2 separate regions of the Mus musculus genome follow, and region 2 is linked to region 1. Evidence: chromatin contacts called from public HiChIP or PLAC-seq data. All regions are on one chromosome and are shown on one strand. Each heading gives the region's core, a stretch centred on a gene start, on an enhancer-like site or on the middle of the called end of the contact. The rest is flanking DNA. Distances are from core to core; before and after follow the strand shown. Region 1 has its middle 50 kb from the start of Amer2. Region 2 overlaps Spata13 (spermatogenesis associated 13).

What was found. HiChIP or PLAC-seq counts read pairs in DNA pulled down with a chosen protein or histone mark.
Region 2: a contact with region 1 is called in a FOXA1 HiChIP or PLAC-seq map of pancreatic cancer cells. The contact joins two enhancer-like sites. A contact is called at or near these places in 2 of 115 datasets of contacts at active chromatin or transcription factors (bone marrow-derived macrophages and pancreatic cancer cells).

The regions. Positions count from the first base shown.
Region 1 is chr14:60,426,369-60,429,544 of GRCm38.p6, forward strand. No RefSeq gene overlaps it. Among named protein-coding and RNA genes, the nearest start is that of Amer2, 50 kb to the left of the region's middle. Within about 2 kb of position 1,748, at least 49 of the 459 cell types and tissues checked have an H3K27ac peak or open chromatin away from gene starts, as enhancers often do. A contact at or near this core is called in pancreatic cancer cells, where this site is marked.
Region 2 is chr14:60,739,781-60,743,181 of GRCm38.p6, forward strand. All of the region lies in intron 4 of Spata13 (spermatogenesis associated 13), which reads left to right. Among named protein-coding and RNA genes, the nearest start is that of Gm34997, 27 kb to the right of the region's middle. Within about 2 kb of position 1,916, at least 91 of the 459 cell types and tissues checked have an H3K27ac peak or open chromatin away from gene starts, as enhancers often do. A contact at or near this core is called in pancreatic cancer cells, where this site is marked.

The DNA of each region.
Region 1 (3,176 bases), core at 498-2,997:
AAAGAAAGTCATAGATCAAGACACTTTTCAAATATATTGGTAAGGACATCAAAGGGGCGAGGGTTACAGGAAAATAGGGAGAACTCTGCTATAGGCCTGAGATGCTGTCTGACAGCATTCCTAGCCCTTTGATTGGTGGAAGTTAGGGTTGTGCTAATATTTTATAAAAAGTGCTTACCAGTTAATCAAAGGATGTTAGGTCCATCCCAGAGGACCAGGAGTTGTCTATGTAGAGGGCTAAAATGAGCAAGATAAATCGTAGTCAGTTCTGGAACTGCAGCATCCCAACCTCTCCACATTCATGGGAATCCTGGTCTCCCAGGCAACCTCGCGGGAGGTTTCCGTTTGCAGGTACAGCCTCTCTCTGGAAACTTTCCCTCACATGTTGGCTGCTGTGTAGGACAGACACATACAGTAGAATCAGAGCCTAGTGTAGCACACTGACCAACAACAGGGTCACCAAGAGTGAGCAGCAAGTGACAGAACACAGGTGACGAGGCAGTAAGGACTGCACTGGAAGGGAAGAAGACTCCTGTCCCCGGACACTCAGAGAGTGATCTTAAGTAATGTCTTTGAAGAGTGATGAACCTGACCGAGGAACGGTGTGACGGCTCAGGAAAAGGCCGCCTTCAGCAGGGAAGAAGCGGACTCCATGTCCCATCTCAGGTTGGCCTGAGAAGAGGCTCTGGATATCGCCATAGCATGGGACAGGGAATCTGCTCAGTACTCAGTGTCTAAAGGATGCTGCCCATTTGGAGATGTGTCACAAGACCAGCACACTCCATAGCTGTGACACCCTGACCCAAGGGTGGAAGTCTGTCCTCTGCAAGTGTGCAGCAAGAGACTCCTGTGCTCTAGACCCTGGGCAGCTATCAGCAGCCATCTGCTTATTCTCAAAGAGCCTGCCTTTAGCTTGTCTCTTTCTGGGCCAGGCTTTGTATAATTTTGTCTGTATTATCAAGCACCTAAGTCTTTGGCCTATCCCTTTTTCCCCCTCTAGACTTTCTCCCGGAGCTTTGGGGAGGCTGTTTGAAGGGAAGAGAGTACGAGGCAGTGTTCTTGGGATGCTGACTCTTGGAGTAGCTAGTCATGGTACCCTGATTGTCCAGGGCAGCAGAAACCCTGTCACTTTCTGGTTTGCTGTGTGGTTCTGGGTGAATCCACACTAAGCCCAACCACACCGAGTACCTTCTTAGCTGGGCTGAGGACTGAGGTGCAAGATGGCTTTCTGTTGTTTCTTAACGTTCCCTTTCAGGATCTTCACATCTTATCAGGAGAAAATAAAGCTTACTCAGAAAAGAAGCTGAAGTCAATACCAACAGAATCTATATATGTGAAGTGAAGAGGCCACAGGAGTTTACAGAGCATCCTGGTCCAGCAAAAATAGCTGAAGCTGCCTATATGCACAAGAGCAAGGTTCTGCCCGCTCTGACATCTCCACAGACACAGGCAATCTACAAATCAGTTCTGGGGAGAATTGTGTTTCAGTTATTAACATCCAAATGCCAGTGGGAAATAAAAATTATGGAGTTCTTAACTGTAAGTCACATCACAAGAGGAAGAGAAAATTTTATGAAGCAGCAGAAGCAATCACAGCACAATGAGCTCCAGGGAATGAGATGAAAAGTCCACCCACCCTGCCCTTCAGATAGGAAGCAGAGGCTGGGGGAGGCCAGCCAGTCCCCAGCTCATTAGTCACAGACTCAAGCCCAGAGTGCCTTGCTCAGCCTCTTCCCGCTGTGTGCTTGCCTTTCCTGAAAGTGTCAGGAGGCAAAATATCTGTCTGATGATTTCTAAATATAGATCTAGACAGCCCCATAGGGCTGCGGCTTTAAAATATTTGTTTAATGACTTCTTCCAGGACAAGATTTCAGTCTGACTCAGGACTTTACGTGAGCTGCTTTTCTCCTTGATATGACAATATATACCAGACGCCAAGCAACTTAAGGAAGGAAAAGTTTACTCTGGCTCTTGGTGTGAGGGGATACGGCTCGTCACCGTGGGAAGGCACGGTGGGAGTACACAATGGCAGTCACATGGCACCTGCAGTCTAGGAAGCAGACAGAGATGAACCATGGCATCCAGGCCATCCTTTCTCTTTAAATCAGCCTAGGAGGCCAACTAATCAGATGGTGCTGCCATGGGTGGGGCTTTTCTTCATTGGAAGAATTGGACCATTCTCTGGAATGGTCCCTGAGGACACACTTGGTGACAGTGGTGACAGACCCAGCCAAGCCAACAGTGTCTATTCACCACCACGAACCGTACAATTGGGTGACTCCATCTTCTGCCTTTTATGACAAATAGACACCTTTCTTGAAAAAAAGTGCATCATTAATCAGTCAAGGGTGACTGGTCCCCAGACTCTCACTACTCAACCCTGTGGCTGCTCAAGTGCTCAACCCCACTCAGATAGTGTGTATGTGCACAGGAGCTGTGAGCATCCTCTCCATGTTAAGTCCTGAAGGGACCCTGGCCAGCTCGAGGATGGCGAGCATGGCTCTGACAGGCCTTGCCCTTCTCTCCCATTCCTTCTACCTTACTAAAAACCACTAGATTACATTCCTAAAGCTAGCCACACCAAGGTCTATTCCCCTATTTGTGCAATCTCTCCTCCTGAGGCTGGCTACCACGGTGTGGCTATCAAAGTATTGAGGTCCAGCAGTCAAAAGCCTCCTTTGACTTACCTAATTAACATACCCAATTTGAGTTAAACAATTCCCCTTGTACCTTTATAAACTATTTACCTATGGGCCACAGTCTGTCTCCTCCCTACACAGAGATAGTCCTTTGTCCTGTTCTCTCTGGGACAAATAGCCCTTCCCTCTCTCCCTTGTTCCCTTCCCTTTCTCCCTCATCCTCTATCTCCTGTCTTTGTCTCTTATTCTCTGCCCTCTGACCCTCTGGGGCAAATAAATCTTTGTGCTGAGAACTTGGTCTGGGAGCTTAGTCTTGAGGGTCCTGAGCTAATACATTTTCTTTCAAGTCCCCACTGGATAACTTACACTACCTTCCGATGTAACTGTTGTATTGTTTAAGTAATGCGATCAGGGAAGAAAAGCCCGTACGTGTTCAGTACAGATGTAATTCTTTTCATATGTATTTGATCTAAGATTAACTAAGTAGATTTTGAGGTGCTAACTATATTAGTTTTGGATTAAGAAGTCCTTGGAAAG
Region 2 (3,401 bases), core at 666-3,165, 310 kb after region 1:
CCCTGCTGGCAGTTCCTGTCCTCTTTGCAAAGCACTGAGTGTGTTCTCTGCAGCAGGTGTTTACGTGGGGTGCTGAGCATGCAGGAACAAAGCATCCATCTCTCACCCCTGGGACGGGGAACTGGGAGTCCTTAGGTTTGGGGGGAACTTAAAATCGTAGATAGCTTTAAGGTCACAGAAGGCAAAGAATGGAGACAGGCTTGGGAGGCCGTTAGACCTCGCTGGGAGAGGCAAAGCCTGCAAGGAACAGGGGCCTAGCAGTTACTGCCACTCCCAGAACAGCCTGTTACCAGCCCGTGTTTCCTGTATTGCACACAGATTTTCTGTCTTGTTACCTGTAATTGGCATTACAGAGATGGCCAGTGCTGCCCTGAAATGGAGGGAGACGAATATTCTATTGAGGTCCCCACTTCACAGCACCCAGTAAAAGAATAGTCTGCACTTATATACGTTTTTTTTAAAAAAATCATTTTATTTGTTATTTAAGCATGTTCATCTGGAGGTCAGGGGACAGCTAGTGGGAATCGGTTCTCTGTTTCTGCCATGTGAGACCTGGGGATAGAATGCAAGTCCTCAGGCCTGACTGTGGACGTCTTTACCACTGAGCCGTCTTGCTAGCCCCCACTTTCCTTTTAGAATGCATTTAGTTATTTAGATTGATTGATTGAGACAGGGTCTCTACACATAGCCCATGTGTGATTGCCCTTGAACTTACTGCAATTCTCTTGCCTCTTTCTGAAGATGTGGCTTTTAAATGGAATGGTCGAGAAGCATGAGTCTTGTCTGAGGAAGGGTGTCATGTAGGAGCAGCAGGACACCATCAGAACCAGGGTGAGGTGGCGTGTAGAGGATCTCGGGGCTTTGGCTCTCCCCTGAGGCTGATGAGCAGTGATGCAGTTTGAATTAGGAGTGATGTAATAGCTGCCTAGGTACATACAAACCATAGGTATTGGGTGGGGTGAGGCAGGAAGGACAACAAGGAGTAGCTGAGTGGACCTGTTAGGGGGGCCCAGGCTTAAGTGTTGAGAGATAGGTGGGAACTGGCTGGGTTCTTATCCTCTTTGGAAGAGAAAGTATAGTTCAGGTCGGCCTTGAAACGCCAGGGAGGAAGAATAACCTTGAGTATAGGAAACATGAAAACCTGTTCCTATTACAGTTGGCAGGGCGAACTTGAAAGGGGTCAGGTGCCTTTGCCCAGGCTTCTTTAGCCAGAAAGTGAAGCCAGTACAGCAACCTGGGAATTAATGACATACACTCACGCCTGTCTTGCAGCTTGCACTTGGCACCTGTGTCGTGATCGATGCAGGAAGGTTGGTGTGGTCCTCATGTCATCTTTATGCTAGCTGTCTTTATGCCAGCCATTTCTTCAGGCTGCAAGTCTTCTGCCCCTAGCCACGCCCACCCCAGTTAGCCGGTGGGGCGCTGAGTCAGTGTACCTGGGCTAATGGAAGCCACTCAGCAAGAGCTCACTGTGGTATTGAATCTGTCCCATGTCCCACCTCGTTCTTGTAAGCATTTACAGCACCAGCTCAGGTCACTTGTCATTTGTCCTTGTCACTTTGCAACCCCATCCCGTGAGGTCTGGCACTTTCCCAGTGAATTCTTTATATTTCACTAATGTAAATTATGGATTGTAGATAACTACTGTCTTTTTAAAAAAAAAGGCTGCTTTTCCCAGCAATGGGCAGATCAGGTGGCAGGGTCCTCACTAGGCCAACATTGTTCAGTGGTTCTTTGAGGGAAAAGTGTCATTTTCAGGGTTTTGCTCTCAGAGGCCCCAATGCTTTTCTTTTCTTTCAATCTGGCTCAGCCATAGCTGAAATGTGATAAGGAGAAATGCCAGTGGTACTGGGCAGTGCCAGGTCGCTGCTGGCCGACATCCAAAGATTCCTGCAGCTCTGGGTCCCAGCCAGACCCAGGGTCTGTCTAGTCTCTACTCCCCCACGATCATTAGAACCTTTTAGCTGTAAACCCAGGCAGGCCACCAGGCCTCACTCAGGCTGCTGTTTCCCCTACAAGCCTCCCCCAGTTCACAAAGGCTTTTATCTTTAGTGCTTTTCCTGGTGCCTGAGACAGCCAACTTATGCATACAGAATATCTCTTATTTCCTGAAGACTTCCTCCGTCAACATCCCGTACACATACCCTGGGAATGTGTCATAGACCATGTACGTAATAAGTAGCCTTCAGTTCTGCACCTGCAAGGCCTGTGACCACAGAAGGGGCATGGAAGCTACGATTTAAAGGAAGAGACGGTACCGTAATTCTCAGACTGCTGAGGCCTAGCTTCCTCAAGACCTCACATCCTCCAGCCCTGCATCCCTGAAAAGTGGGGGAGGGGAAGCTTGTAGGTGCTGATGACTGCTAGCACACGCGTACACATGTATGGCTGCCCCTGCCCACCTGGCTGCCCTTTCCTGAGAGACTCAGAAAGATACCAGATTCAGGACATCAGAGGAGCTCCTGAGAGTGTTCCTGTGCATCTGGGCTTTGGGTTCAAGTTCAGGAGTGGCTTGGCTCACTCCCTGAGGCACTTCCAAAGCAGCTCACTACATTGTAGCCAGAGCTTGCCTGATTGCAGTTAGGGATGGGAGCTGAGGCTTGGGGTGGGAGAAGGGACTGAACACTGCAGGCACCCAGCAGCCTCTGTGGAGTTCCAGCCCAGCTGCATCTCGTGCATTTGTCCAAGATTCATGGGCACGTCGGTATCCAGAGCCTTGACAACACTGGTATACAGCCGGGCACGGGAGTGTGTTCTCAAGAGCGACAGGAGAGCTCTGAAAGCAGTGTTGCTACAACAATCCTGTGAGGCTTGCAGGGGTCAGGGAACCCCAGCCCCAGAGGACAAGACAAGAAGACATGGGCTTATGAGTGTACCCAGCCAGCTCTCACATGCCACTGGAAGAAACTGAGTGGAGCTTAGGCCCATGGGATGGGGCAGCCCAGGGTGGGTATCTATGGCAGAGGAGCCTCCAGGTCACCCCACTGCTTCCTCCTGTGCTGTCCCTTTTACCAGTCCCTCCAGAACCTTGCTGAGCTCATCCAGTTCCCAGCCTGAGGATGACGTACGTCATCAGTCACCCGTGGACTATCGTTCTGCTCAGCTTTCAAGGGTGGGACCTTGTTGCCCGTTCACTGCAGCAACCCCGTCTCCACACAGCCCACCACTTCCCTTCTTGTTGTAACAGAGTCCTTCAGTCCTGCCCTGTCACATTCTGCAAATGTTATTTTCTGGAACCTACAGTGTAAGGGGACCCTGGATTACAAACTCATTACACCCTGATTTCAAACTCAGAAGCCAATTGGTATCACATTCCTGTGACCTAGCCCTTGGCCGTGGCACAGGGATGTGAATTCTAGATCAGCCTGGACTATGTAGTGAGACTGGTCATAAAAAAAAAA